Linked DNA regions of Mus musculus: all the other regions are linked to region 3. The links are chromatin contacts, called in public HiChIP or PLAC-seq maps. All regions are on one chromosome and are shown on one strand. The core of a region is the stretch at or near the end of the contact, and the rest is flanking DNA. Distances in the headings are between cores, read along the strand shown.

What was found. HiChIP or PLAC-seq counts read pairs in DNA pulled down with a chosen protein or histone mark.
Region 1: a contact with region 3 is called in an H3K27ac HiChIP or PLAC-seq map of embryonic stem cells, with 17 read pairs. The contact joins two enhancer-like sites. A contact is called at or near these places in 10 of 484 Hi-C or Micro-C datasets (embryonic stem cells, nephron progenitors and uterus), 10 of 115 datasets of contacts at active chromatin or transcription factors (embryonic stem cells, epiblast stem cells, pancreatic cancer cells and 1 more) and 1 of 9 other capture datasets (embryonic stem cells).
Region 2: a contact with region 3 is called in an H3K27ac HiChIP or PLAC-seq map of embryonic stem cells, with 47 read pairs. The contact joins two enhancer-like sites. A contact is called at or near these places in 13 of 484 Hi-C or Micro-C datasets (the AML12 cell line, Sertoli cells, cortical neurons and 2 more), 12 of 115 datasets of contacts at active chromatin or transcription factors (cardiomyocytes, craniofacial prominence, embryonic stem cells and 4 more) and 1 of 9 other capture datasets (adipose tissue).

The regions. Positions count from the first base shown.
Region 1 is chr2:20,593,268-20,597,617 of GRCm38.p6, forward strand. The region is part of intron 3 of Etl4 (enhancer trap locus 4); the gene reads left to right. Among named protein-coding and RNA genes, the nearest start is that of Gm17171, 260 kb to the left of the region's middle. Within about 2 kb of position 1,899, at least 8 of the 459 cell types and tissues checked have an H3K27ac peak or open chromatin away from gene starts, as enhancers often do. A contact at or near this core is called in embryonic stem cells, where this site is marked.
Region 2 is chr2:20,545,507-20,549,827 of GRCm38.p6, forward strand. All of the region lies in intron 3 of Etl4 (enhancer trap locus 4), which reads left to right. Among named protein-coding and RNA genes, the nearest start is that of Gm17171, 210 kb to the left of the region's middle. Within about 2 kb of position 2,360, at least 109 of the 459 cell types and tissues checked have an H3K27ac peak or open chromatin away from gene starts, as enhancers often do. A contact at or near this core is called in embryonic stem cells and trophoblast stem cells, where this site is marked.
Region 3 is chr2:20,667,181-20,671,296 of GRCm38.p6, forward strand. All of the region lies in intron 4 of Etl4 (enhancer trap locus 4), which reads left to right. Among named protein-coding and RNA genes, the nearest start is that of Arhgap21, 300 kb to the right of the region's middle. Within about 2 kb of position 2,626, at least 16 of the 459 cell types and tissues checked have an H3K27ac peak or open chromatin away from gene starts, as enhancers often do. A contact at or near this core is called in embryonic stem cells and trophoblast stem cells, where this site is marked.

The DNA of each region.
Region 1 (4,350 bases), core at 649-3,148, 75 kb before region 3:
AACTGGAGAAACATTTACTGCTTGCCCTTGCATTTTCCAATAAGGAGCTTCCACTAGGAGTGACAGAAGAGGCAAGTAATGAGCCAGCCTGCAAGAAAATAGAAGAGGTTTCTGGGAGTATGTGGGAGAAGTGAAAGGATGACACCTGGCTCCTATGTGCACCCAATTTATAGGAGGGGCCTCGAGCATCGAAAATGTTGTGTAGCAAAGCACTGGTCCTCGTCGGCACAGAGCTCAAAGAGGTGGATCCCAGGTTGACAAGGAATCTGTGTAGTGAGTGGAGCAGGAGAGTCAAGTGAGAAGAGTTGAGAGCTTTGAGTAGTTTGGAGACAACAGATAACAGATAGATGTGTAACCTCAAAGAGAGCAAAAGAAGACTTGATAAGCCAAGATAACATAGTAGGAAATCTCCGATACTGCACAGCAGGTCGAAGGCTCCCAGAGACTGAGTGAGGATAGGCAAGAGTCTTGGAGTCAGAGGCCTGAAACTATCTCAAGGGCACTGAGTCCTTCAGAAAGTCGAGGAAATCCAAAGCCAACAGTGAACAATGGGTCATTGTCAGAACAGGAGTAAGGATTAGGGTATAAGAATGTGCTTCTCGAAGGACAAAGCTCCTTATCTATAGTCACACAATAACAGTAACTCTGTAAATCTGATTTTAATCACAATTTTTTTCAGCAGAGTTTAGGATTTTAGTATATTGTCCCTAGAAACATTGCCTGTTACCCACCTCCAGATGAGGCTCTTACAGGTCCTAAAACAAGAACTTTCCTCACTCCTTTTCTTTGCTAAGTATCTCCCTCCCACAGTAATCCAACATTCAATAAAAGAGCTTTATCAATGTCTAATATGAACAAATCACTCTGAAGGCTTTTCAGTTGGACGTCATTAAGATAAATCTAGCAGGGCTGGCCAATTATCCTCTTGTTTCAGAAGAAGTTTTCCATCTGTCTCCTGAAGTTGGGTTGTTCTAGCTGAGGTAACTGTAATTTGGATCTTGGATGGCTTCCAAAGGCCATGAGTTGGAGACCTGGTCTCCAGTCTGTAACTGCTCTTGGGAGGGAATAGACCCTCCAAGAGGCTGGGCCAGGAAGAAGGATGTTAGTACAATTATCTGCATGATAATGGACCTTCCTATTCTTTCTTCCTGGCCACCATTCATTCACTGCTCACAAACTCTACTAACCCTTAGGCAGTGTGGTCAGTGACCGTGGACTAAGGTCTCTAAAACTGTGAGTGAAATATACTAATTTATTCCCAAAACTTTATTTCAGTAATAAAAATCTAACCTATAGTATATGAATCATTCTTCGTTGTTGACTACAATATTTTGTGGAAGGCCACCTTGCAGAGAGAAGCAGGTCCTTTTCCTCCTCTATAACATCCCAATGGGACATTCCTACCTTCTTTTCCTTAGACAGTAGGTAGCAGCCATTTGTCATGCTACTCCAACTTCTAACTTAAAGCAGCCTGTGGTGAACGATAAGTTATTTTTCTGAAATGAGCAAATTCAAACCAGATTAGTTAATATTAAAGGCAGGTTTACTAGGAAGCTTGCTCTTCAGTGAGTTCACTAGCCCCAAGAATTGAGACCAGGGGAGTTGCCATGGGGTGGGGTGGGGGAGAGGAGAAAGAGAGAAAGGGCATGCAAAGAGGGGGAGAGAGAGAGAGAGAGAGAGAGAGAGAGAGAGAGAGAGAGAGAGAGAGAGAGAGAAAGAGAAAGAGGAAAAGGGGGGAAGAAGGAAGAAAGGGAGGGTGGGAGAGAGGGAGGAAGAGAGCAAAATGTCTGGATTATGTATCGAGGAGTCTCTTGAAAAAGGACAGCCCAGCCCTGAGGCTGGGACGTGCAAGTTTGGAGGCAGGTTATTCCAAGTAGGGACTGAGGGATGCTGGGAGAAGATGGAGGTCAGGTCTGCTTTGATATGCAAAATATGCACTCAGTGCCTTGTCCTTGGGTCTGACACCAAACTGGGGACCATTACCTATAGTATTGTACTTAGAGGTTTACATCAGAACTGGTTTTGATCAGACTCCCCTGTTAGTATATCCCACCACAGTGTTCAACAATGAGCCCATTTCATTTTGCTTTTGAACCCCATATAGGAACGGAGGGGGATTTCCACTGGATGTGTTTCTCTTGGACACTTTATAAATTTGCTTATTATTTAAGTAAAAGGGATTTTTTTTAAATCTATTGTTTGAAGTGGACACTTTCTAGCATGTAGAGAAAGTCTAGACCCTTAAATAAAGTGAAATACCACAGGTGGGCTTTTGTTTAGTGATTCAAAGTTTAGTGAGACCATGAGTTCCCTAGCTTTTTGAGCAAAGATGCTTGAAAAAGGGTCTCGGGTTTTCTAACCAGCAAAGGCTTGCCATATCATTACAGGAAACATAGTTAAGTCACTAAAATGTAGTCTAGATGGTATAAGATTCATCTAAATTATTATAATGGAATGAGAAATAATGTTGATCTCATTGGAATGGGAGTTAAATTGTCTTTACCATTTGCTGAGGAAGTTGTTCAGCTGGTCAAAAACTTTTAAAAGATGCCAGTGACCTGAGACTTAGACTCCCCTCCCCCACCCCCATTATTTTCTTCTCTTCTCACACTCTACTCACCTGGTACTGTTGTGTCCGGCCAGCAGACCACAACCTGGGTTCTAGCCTGGAAAGGCATTTTGGAAACCTGGAAGAGAAGAGGGGCTAGGTGGCGAGAGAAAGGAATGTAGCCAAGACAGTTACGCTGATCAAGGCTCAAATTTTATTGTTGCGACACTAGTTATGAAGGAAGGGGGAGGGGACCCGATTCCCGCCGAATAATCTCAGGTCCAGTAGAAAGGTGCACGTGTGTGGCTCCTCAGGTTCCAGCAGTGGGCGTGGCAGAACGAATGAGCAGGAAGCTCCACCCCTGAGCAAGCAGGTTTCAGGCTGGGGGAGGAGAGACTACATGGTACCCTAGTCTCTGGTCACTTAAGCCTTCCTGAAGACAAGCATGGTTCTAGATCTAAAGAAACCCTACTCACTCACTCACTCACTCACTCACTCACTCACTCACATCTAAAGAAACCCTAGTCACTCACTCACTCACTCACTCACTCACTCAATAAATAACTAAAGTTGAGTTCATATAGCTATAACAGGGTAGGGAGAAGAGTAGGGATGAAGTGGGCATGCTGACACCCACCTACAGTTAAATGTCCCCTCATACCGTTTTAAAAGCCTGTTGCAAGAGTGGGAGGTAGACCTGGGAGGCCTTAGCATGAAGAGTAGGAGGTTAATATGACCAAAATATATTGTATGAATTATGAAATTCTCAAAGAATTAATAAAAATGAAATCAGGGTTCAACCTTCATTATTTTCCTCCCTAAAGTTTTTGGTTATTTAATACATTGTCTGCTGAGCGCGTGTCCCGGAACTTCATGAGCAGGAGGGAGGTCCCCTTCCTCTTTTGAAGGATGCCTGTTTGGTTTGCTGACATAAATGGCAACAGGTGTGTTAACAGGCAAAACACAAGGTAATGGGTCCATGAGCATGAAAGTCTTTCAAAAACACATAACTCAAATATCCCCTTGGTAGGGAAGTGAGAAATGGAGATGTGTTGTGGGTGATTTCAAAAGTTAATAAAGGATATTTTTAGAAAATTGAATGAGCCTCCAAAGAATAGATAGACAATAGTGTGTGAATTAAGTTGGCCAGAAAACCAATTAAAAGTCTGTCTGAGTGTGGTGGGGCCCCTTCGTCTTTGTTTCTATGCTGTGAAGTTAATTGTGACTGATTTAAGAAAATTTCTGGAAGGGAGTAAAGGCCATTGTGTTCATTTTGGAGGAGCCTCAAATATGGGAACTTCAGAGAGAGAGAGAGAGAGAGAGAGAGAGAGAGAGAGAGAGAGAGAGATCCCTGCTGGGGTTGGAAACAGAAGGTCAGAAAAATCTCTGGTCCTGAGGATGTCTGGAAGGCTGCCTTTTGTTCAAAGAACTCAGCATGCTAAAGTGTGGGGGCTCCGAGCTCCAGCCTTAGAAATACATGCTCCTAACCTCCATACTAGATTAGCTGAATGGGAATTCAACCTCAACAAAGCTCTTAGGTGATTATGGTTCACAGGAATCAAACATTTATGTGTACATAGCACAGGGCCTCCTCCTGTGCAGCAAGAACTCTGAATGTCTGCTGGATGACTAATGAATGAATTGCATAGAGGGTGTGGCCCAGAGGAGATCGTTTCCTATACAATCCTTTTCAGTTTTAGAAAACTGTAGCCCCTTCTTTGCCTTTAGTATCCCTGATTTATTAGTTACCCATCACCTTTGATTATCTATTGTCATTTTCATGCAGGTACTTTTGACATGAA
Region 2 (4,321 bases), core at 1,110-3,609, 120 kb before region 3:
AGGGAAGCTGAAGTACTCCGCCCCAGACCCCATCAATTACTAACTTCCCCTACCAACTCCCTGTCTCCTGAAGATGCCAAGGCCTCTCAAAACAGCACCAACCACTGGAGAGTAACTGTTCAAACAAACAAGCCTGTAGGACATTTTACATACAAACTATTACATTGTTTTAAATGCCTGAACTTAGTTACTAGTTTAGTAAGATCATGATACTATTCTTTAAGAAGTGTTGGCAGCTCTGCATTGCCCTCATTTGGGGACTGTAAGAGAAGTCCTTACTGGCTGGCCAACCTTGAATCAAATCTTGGCATCCGTGCCAACCTTCATGTGTTGTCCTTATGGCTAAGATTGCTGGAGCATGAAACTAGCCCACACTAAATCAGCCAACGTTCCCACATCCCATAATGATGTCATCCCCAGCATTTACCTCTGCTTGCCTGCCTATGAATGGGTTAATCCTGGCTTCTGCCTCCAACTTATTTTTGTAATTATCCTCATGTGCCTTTCAGATGCTGATTTTTTTTTTTAATCTCTTTTCCAAGCTTGACTTGAGTAAGCAAAAGCTGAGATACTGTCATTTCCTAAATAAGCTAAAGGGAAGATTTGGCCCATTATAACCACTCTGCCTGCTGAATCTATGTTCACGGGCTCCTCTCTAATGGAACGTCGAGGAATAACTATAATTGAATAGTGCTTCCACTCCATCTGCAGATTCCACCAAATCAAACCCAGATTTGGTTCTATCTTGTTTTTGTTTGTCTCGCATTGTGTTTGTGCCCCCATTGGGTGAAGCATAAGCTTGGGCTTCATCTGGATATATTTGCAACTCACAGAGGCAGTAATTGAGTCTCTGAATCTCCTTACCTACCCCGAGGGTTCCAACTCTGAGCTGTTGCATTAAACCCCACTAGTTCTTGGTTCCCTTCAAAGGTAATGTCCCATCTGTTGACTGTGAACTGGGGCAATGTAGAACTCAGATCTGTCAGGGCTATTCACTGATCCAAAGACCTTCCCTTTCCTTTACAGAAAGAGCCACTTCCGAGTTTTTGAAGCCAGTGCTTTGCTTTCTGCAGAGGACAATGTGAGCTTGGCATAGTGTAAAGGTTAACACTTGCTCTCTGGCCTCTGAGGGCAGGTGCTGCTGAGCCTTGTGCAGCTTGCTGCAGGGTGCTGGGGAATGAGAGCTGCTGGATCCTGCAGCAAGGCAGCATCCGGCTGTCTCCGGCACCGTGGTATTGTGTCTGATCCCATTCAGTCTCGCTGAAGTCCTTTATGCTGTGGCGCCTGACAGCCAATTGATAATGGTCTGTAAACTCTGGTGGATTTGGAGCAGGTCCATGCAAACGTTTCAGTGGCAGGCATCAGCAGTTTTAAACCCGTGTCTGTGCCACATTTGGAAGTGGAAAGAAGGAGTAATTAGCTCAGCATCATAACCAGGAAGTTTTCGGGACAAGTAGGGATTTTATTTTTTAAAGAATGTAATAGTAGAGCTGGAGAGATGGCTTAATGGTTCAGAATGCTTGCTGATGCTGCCTAGGACCCAAGATCCCTTCCCAGCACCCACATGATGGCTCATAGCTATCTGTATCTCCTGTCCCAGAGGCTGTGATGCTGCCTTCTGGGCTGCAGGCAGTGGGGCACACATGGTACACATATAAACAGGCAAACAAGCGAAGCACCCATCCACAAAACTAAAAGCAATTTAAAATCTTTAAAAAACAATCTGAGATAGTGAAAATTGCATACGTGTTTGTCCAGCTACTTGTATAAGCTTGGGAGACATGCACATGCTTGCTAGGAAAGGGTTAAAAATGTCTGTACCTCCTCCCACCTCTACAGCCACAGGCCACAGGCAAATGTACACAGCTGCACCCGCACACACAGACACACACTCAGGTAAGGAACCTGTTTTGCAGGTTTTCCTGGTTAAAAGTAGGTAGGGGGTTGGTGGCGGGGAAGAGCAGGAAAACCTTACAAGTGCAGACTGAAGATTTTTCAAAGTAACTTTACCCGGTAGAGAGAGGCACACTTGTGCCACTGTGAGGTTTTTTTTTTTTTCTTCCTCTTGCACTGATTAAGTGCATTGTTAGACAGGGAGGGGCAGATTAGCGAATGCCTATAATTTTGATCATTGTTTTCTGCAAAACAGCTCAGGCTTTGAAAACGAAGCCACCGTTTTTTTGGTTCCCTTGCTGCCAACAGCACAAATTACACCGCGCAAAGATCCCGAGCCCGGCTGAAAGGTTTCATTAATGAACAATTTCAGATGATTGTTTCAGTCTTTACTTGACAGGTAACGTTGGCATGTAGGCAGGTGGTGTTAAGGTTTCCATGGAGATTTATGATGTCATGCTTGAAAGAGCATGTCAAGACAGCCAGTTTAACAAGTAGTTACTCAAAAAGTCCTATAGGCTACAAATAGGCTTTATGCAAATGAGGAGAGTTTCACTGGGAAAAACTGCAAAAGAAAACAGCCGAGGCATGGAGGGGGGTTTACCTGACAGCTCGGAGGACGGATGAGTCCGAAGACCATTAGATTTGTAAAGTTTCAGAAGATGAACTAGGATTTCTTCTTTCGCCTCTGCCTCACCTGTGGAGTGCTTGGTACAGGTAAATGCATGTGCTTTTTTTTTCCTGTTTTTTTTTTTTTTTTTTTAATTTCCAGTTATTGCCAAAAGGTTATTTGGAAACCCTGTGGTCTGTTGTGAGCATTGTTCACTTGGCAGGAAGAATGGAGTCTATAAGCATAGCTTTTTCACACGGAGTGTTCCAGCTTTGGGGCTATCTTAAGGGCTTTTTTTTTTTTTTTTTTGGTTGTTGTTGTTGAATGAACTGAGATTTTTGAATAGAGCTGAAAAACAAGTAATGTATTACGTATTATGCTGATTGTGCCCATGGAGAATGCTGCAGGGACAGACGACACAGAGAGGGACTCACAGGATGACTGAGCATCAAGATACTGTATACATTTGTTGACTGTTCCCAGATGCTGCGCGCATGTGTGTGTGTGTGTGTGTGTGTGTGTGTGCACGCGTGTGTGTGTGTGCATGCACACGCATCTGAAGGTAAGACTCTGGTAATTCTGGATTTTCATTTTGTAAAATATGAAAACTAAAATCTTTGGAATATCTAGGAAATAACCTGGGACTCAGATTTATAAACAGGGCCCTTCTGTTTTCAAATGTGCTTGCATGTTTTGTTTTTTTGTTTTCCTTCATAAAAATGTTCGCTAAGGGGGAGGGTATAGGGGACTTTCGGGATAGCATTTGAAATGTAAATGAAGAAAATACCTAATAAAAAATTGGGGAAAAATGTTCTCTAAGACTGGAAAAAAATTAACTGTGCTGGAGTTATTAGTTTGGGAACTTTTAAGAAACTAGCTGTAAATAGCAGGATGGATGAAAGAAAGAGGAGGGAAAAGTTAATAGTTAGAAAGCTCGCTTCCAGACAGAAGCCTGGTCACCTGGTAGTGGAGGCAGGTGGATGGCCCTGTAGCCTTGATGGGTACAGACCCCTCAATTGGCAGCAGAGGAGACATCTCCTGCTGTTAACTGTTCTATGAGCAGTTAAGCTCCCCCTCTTCAAAAGAACATGGAGAAAATTCATTTGTTTCTTTCCAATAATACAAGGATTAAAGTCTGAGCTCAAGGTACCTGGAACAGGGAAACTAGGGACTTTTAAGACAAAACCTGCTTTGAAACTGTTTTGAATATGTAAGCACGGAATCAGAACTGCTGCTTTCGGAGGACTTGGATTAGCATTGGGATTAGCATTCAGTTCAATTGTTACCAGTTAGATCTGAAGGTGACAAAGGAGACGGAAGTCCTGTTTTCCTCACTGGCTGTGTGACTCGGGGAAAGTAAATTCATACCCTTGAGCCTCAGTTTTCACCTCCATACACTGAGGGTGACCAGTCATGGTGTCATCGCTCAACTCTAAATGTTGAGGCCTCTTGTATTATGGGTTGTTTTTGCTTAGAATGCATGAGGCAATTCTGTATTACAAAGCGCTGCTTTTTCCCCTCTTCTTTTCTATCCTCTTCATGTTTTTACAACAGCCAAGTAAAGACTTGTAGAGTCTGTGTCTTGCATTTTGTAGATGAGTGATCTATGAGTCAGAAAAGTAGAGTATATTATTACACGTTTGCAGATTCAGTATTGTTTCTCATGTTAATGAATATAGAGAAAATTATTTCATCATTAAAATAACTCCCAAGCAGCAACAAAGGAACAACTATATGTGTGTGCGCGCACGTGGATAATATATAATGTATACACACATATATAATACATATTGCAAGATTAATAGTGTTTGTGCTGCT
Region 3 (4,116 bases), core at 1,376-3,875:
TAGCCCTGCCCTGCCATGTCAATACCACTGACAGCACCTGGCTGCTGCTAGAGCGTACTGTTGGTTTTATGCATGCTCTTAGATCAGACAGGCAGTGAGGAGAAGTCACCATTGTACATAATAGAAAGTATTTTCTCTGCCCCAAAGATGTTCTGTAGTCTGCCCATTTAACCTTCATTCCTCACCAACTCCTGACCACAAGTGAGCTTTCCTTTCACTGTTGTTAGAGTTTGATTTTTCTAGGACATCCTACATTAAGAATGAGACAACTGGGGTTGGTGAGATGGCTCAGTGGGCAAGAGCACCCGACTGCTCTTCCGAAGGTCCGAAGTTCAAATCCCAGCAACCGCATGGTGGCTCACAACCACCTGTAATGAGATCTGACGCCCTCTTCTGGTGTATCTGAAGCTACAGTGTACTTACAAGTAATAAATAAATAAATAAATAAGTCTTTAAAAAAAAAAAAAAGAATGAGACAACTTAGCTGGGCAGTGATGGCGCACGCCTTTAATCTCAGCACTCGGGAGGAAGAGACAGGCGGATTTCTGAGTTCGAGGCCAACCTGGTCTACAGAATGAGTTTCAGGACAGCTGGGACTACACAGAGAAATCCTGTCTCAAAAAACAAAAAAATAAATAAAAAGAGACACTTTGGCCCTTTCAGATTAATAGTGGAGTAATACACATTTAACTTTCTTCCATGTCTTTTTGCTACTGGTAGTTAATTTCCCTTTAGCACTAAATAATATCCCATCATCTAGATCAGTCAGTTTATCCATATTCACCCTCTGTGATGGTTTGAATATGCTTGGCCCAGGGATTGGCTCTATTAGGAGGTGTGGCTTTACTGGAGTAGGTGTGTCACTGTGGGCATCGACTTTAAGACCTTCATCCTAGCTGCCTGAAATCGAGTCTTCTCCAAGCTGCCTTCAGAACAAGAGGTGGAACTCAGCTCCTCCTGCACCATGCCTGTCTGGATGCTGCCATGCTCCCACCTTGATGATAATGGATTGAACCTGTAAACCAGCCCCAATTAAACGTTGTATTTTGTAAGAGATGCCTTGGTTGTGATGTCTGTATACAGCAGTAAGATCCAAACTAAGACACCCTCTGATAAACATCTTTGTTGATTTCAAGTTTGGATAGTTATAAATAGAATAAAGCTGCTGATGAAAAAGTATAATGTAAAAGCAAAGTTCTAGGCCTTTAGGCCCAGGCTTGAGAATGTGACCTTTGTGACTCAATGTTCCAAGGTATGCTAATCATAAAACAGATTGCTACATTCCTTCACCCACCCGCTTCCTGGGTTCAAGGAGTGTTCATTCAAAGAAAGTCACCCTGACCCACCCTGACCTTTGCTGGAACCCTCTATGCAAATGTGCTATTGTTAGGGGCTCTTAGAAACTGCCTTGAGAAATAACCCGCACAATTACCAGGTATTCCTTGTGACTCTTGTGACTTTGCACTTCCTTGTGACTCTTAACTGGTATTTTTGGTATTTTCCAACAACACCCTCCCCACCTCCTTGAGTTGTGGTTTCTTTCTTTAATACCCCCTTACCGAGCTACTTGGGGTGCCATGGTCCTCTACCCCTGCGTGGTGTATGACGGTGGGTCCGAGAGTGCTCTTGAAATAAAAGTCCTCTTGCAGTTTGCGGCGAGACCATTTCTCGTGAGTGATTTGGGGTGTTGCCCCTCCTGAGTCAGAACGTGGGGGAGTCCTCACGTTGTGGGTCTTTCATTGAGAACATCTGTGTGTAGGCTTCTTTGAATAAATTCCAGATAGCAGGATTATAGATCATATGAGGAGGTTTTTTAATTCGGCTTCATTGTAGATCCCTTTAAGGGTAACTCTTATAGGGTTTATTTTTATGTCTGTATGTACACACACTTGCACCTGAATGCAGATGCCTGCAGAGGCCAGAAGAGTGTCAGATTCCTGGGGCTGAAGCTGTAGATCATTGTGAGTCACCCAGTATGGCTACTGAGAACCACGTCCAAGCCCTCTGCAAGAGCAGGTGTAAGACCCGAAGAGCCTTACATCCAGGATGTCCCACTCACAGAAACACAGAGATGGAGATCGATACAACAAGCTAGAGGTTTATTGATCCAGTGCGCTGGGACTGTCCTGCAACCAGGAATCTCCTAAGCACACACTTTTTATACAGTTTAAGGGTAGACTTAGGTAACAACTTGAGTTGGTTTAAGCCCATTGTTGGCCTATGCTGACCTTTTCATTCCCCCCTTTAGAAATGGTAATTAGCCTCTCCCTTCCGGAGGGGCAATTGTTTCAAGACCTTCCCAAAGTTCCTAAGCAGCATTGATGGCCCCAGGTGAGGTGAAGTCTTAGTCACCAGAAGAGGGAACTAAAACCTTTTTGGTTGTTACCTGCATCTGCCTCTGTAGGTCGGGGCTTCCTTGTAAAGCTTGTTTTGCTGCTTCATTCCGGAAAGGGAGTGTTCAGCACAACCTTTTAGCGGAAGATCCCCAGTGTGCAATTCTAGCAAGGTATTTCAGTGGTCATCTTATGTTCTCTAAGGTCACACACAGGATGCTCCCTTAACTGCTGTGCCATCTCTTCAGCTCCCAGCATGGGCTTTTGCATTAACTCTTGATTTTCAAAAACATGAGATCGAGGCAATGTTGTGGCTGCTAAGGTATTTGTAGAGGCCTTGAGCTCTGCACTAGAGGCTGCTGTGTACCTGTAGCTCCTTGATTTTACAGCACTGCCTCTTCAGATGTTACCCAGGGATGTGAGATGCCATTGCTGTCTGACCCTGGCCACAGAGCCTGGTCCTGGTTACCTTTTTGTAGCTGTGACAAAAAATCATGAACAAAAGCAATTCGTGTAAGGAAGAGTTTATTTTGGCTTGTGGTTCCAGAGGGAGAATCCATAACACCAGAGAGACATGACAGCAGCTGGCCAGAGCAGGAAACTGAGAGATCACATCTCAGTGGCGCACAAGGAGCAGTGTAAACCAGAAATGCAGTGAGACTATAAACTTTCAGATTCCACCCCCAGTGATGTGGACTGGAGGCTCCCTGTCACAGTCCTAAATGATCCATAACCTCCAGAAACAGCTGGAGACCACCTTTCAAATACAGGAGCCCCTGGGTGTTGGGAATGGGCAACACTTTTATGCACACTTCAACAGGCTGAGTGGGGAAACCTATTCTGCATTATACTTCTATATGGAGCATACTTTGTCTTTGTAGTTCTCAGGATGTGCTGTGTGGAGGCTTGGCACCCTGATGGTGGACTCTGAAGTGGACAGACCTCAAACTCCCTCCGCCTTTACACATTTGCCCAGAGATAAACCTGCTGTGTTTATAATTATTCTATGTGAATAATTCTATGTTGCTTCTGAGTATTTCGACAGTGAGAGAGATGTTGAGGGGCTAAGCATGATTTATTCTCCAAGGGACTCTTAGGACATGTATTTGGAGAGGAATTAAAAGCAGTAGGGCATACATAAATGCATGTATGTATGTATATTCGTTGTGTCTGTTCACATAGCCATAAATATAAGCGGTTCTCTGTATTCGCTAGTTCTGAATCCTTTGATATAACCAGCTACAGGCCAGAATTATTACAGGACTGTGGATAATGCTCAGTAGTACAATTCTTGTCCAGCATGTCCAAGACCCTGCCTGGCCCTAACATAAAAGTCTTTGAAAAAAAATAAGTTGAATCTGTGCCACATATGCACAGACTTTCTTTTCCTTGTCACTGTTCCTTAACATATAATAATTACTTAAGTAGATTTTCAGGTTGTGTTAGGTGTTTGGAGGTCAGGGGATTCCACCAGTTTCTACTCAAGGCATTCAAGCACCTCCATCACTAGACTGTGGTGTCTCATGAGATCTTGCCTCTAGTCCACTGTGGATGCTGAGAGACCACTCCTGGCATGAAAGGTATGAACTTATCATTTAAGAGAGCCAGTCCCGAGCTGGGCGTGGTGGCGCAAGCCTTTAATCCCAGCACTTGGGAGGCAGAGGCAGGCGGATTTCTGAGTTCGAGGCCAGCCTGGTCTACAAAGTGAGTTCCAGGACAGCCAGGGCTACACAGAGAAACCCTGTCTTGAAAAAAAAAAAAAAAGAGAGAGAGAGAGAGAGAG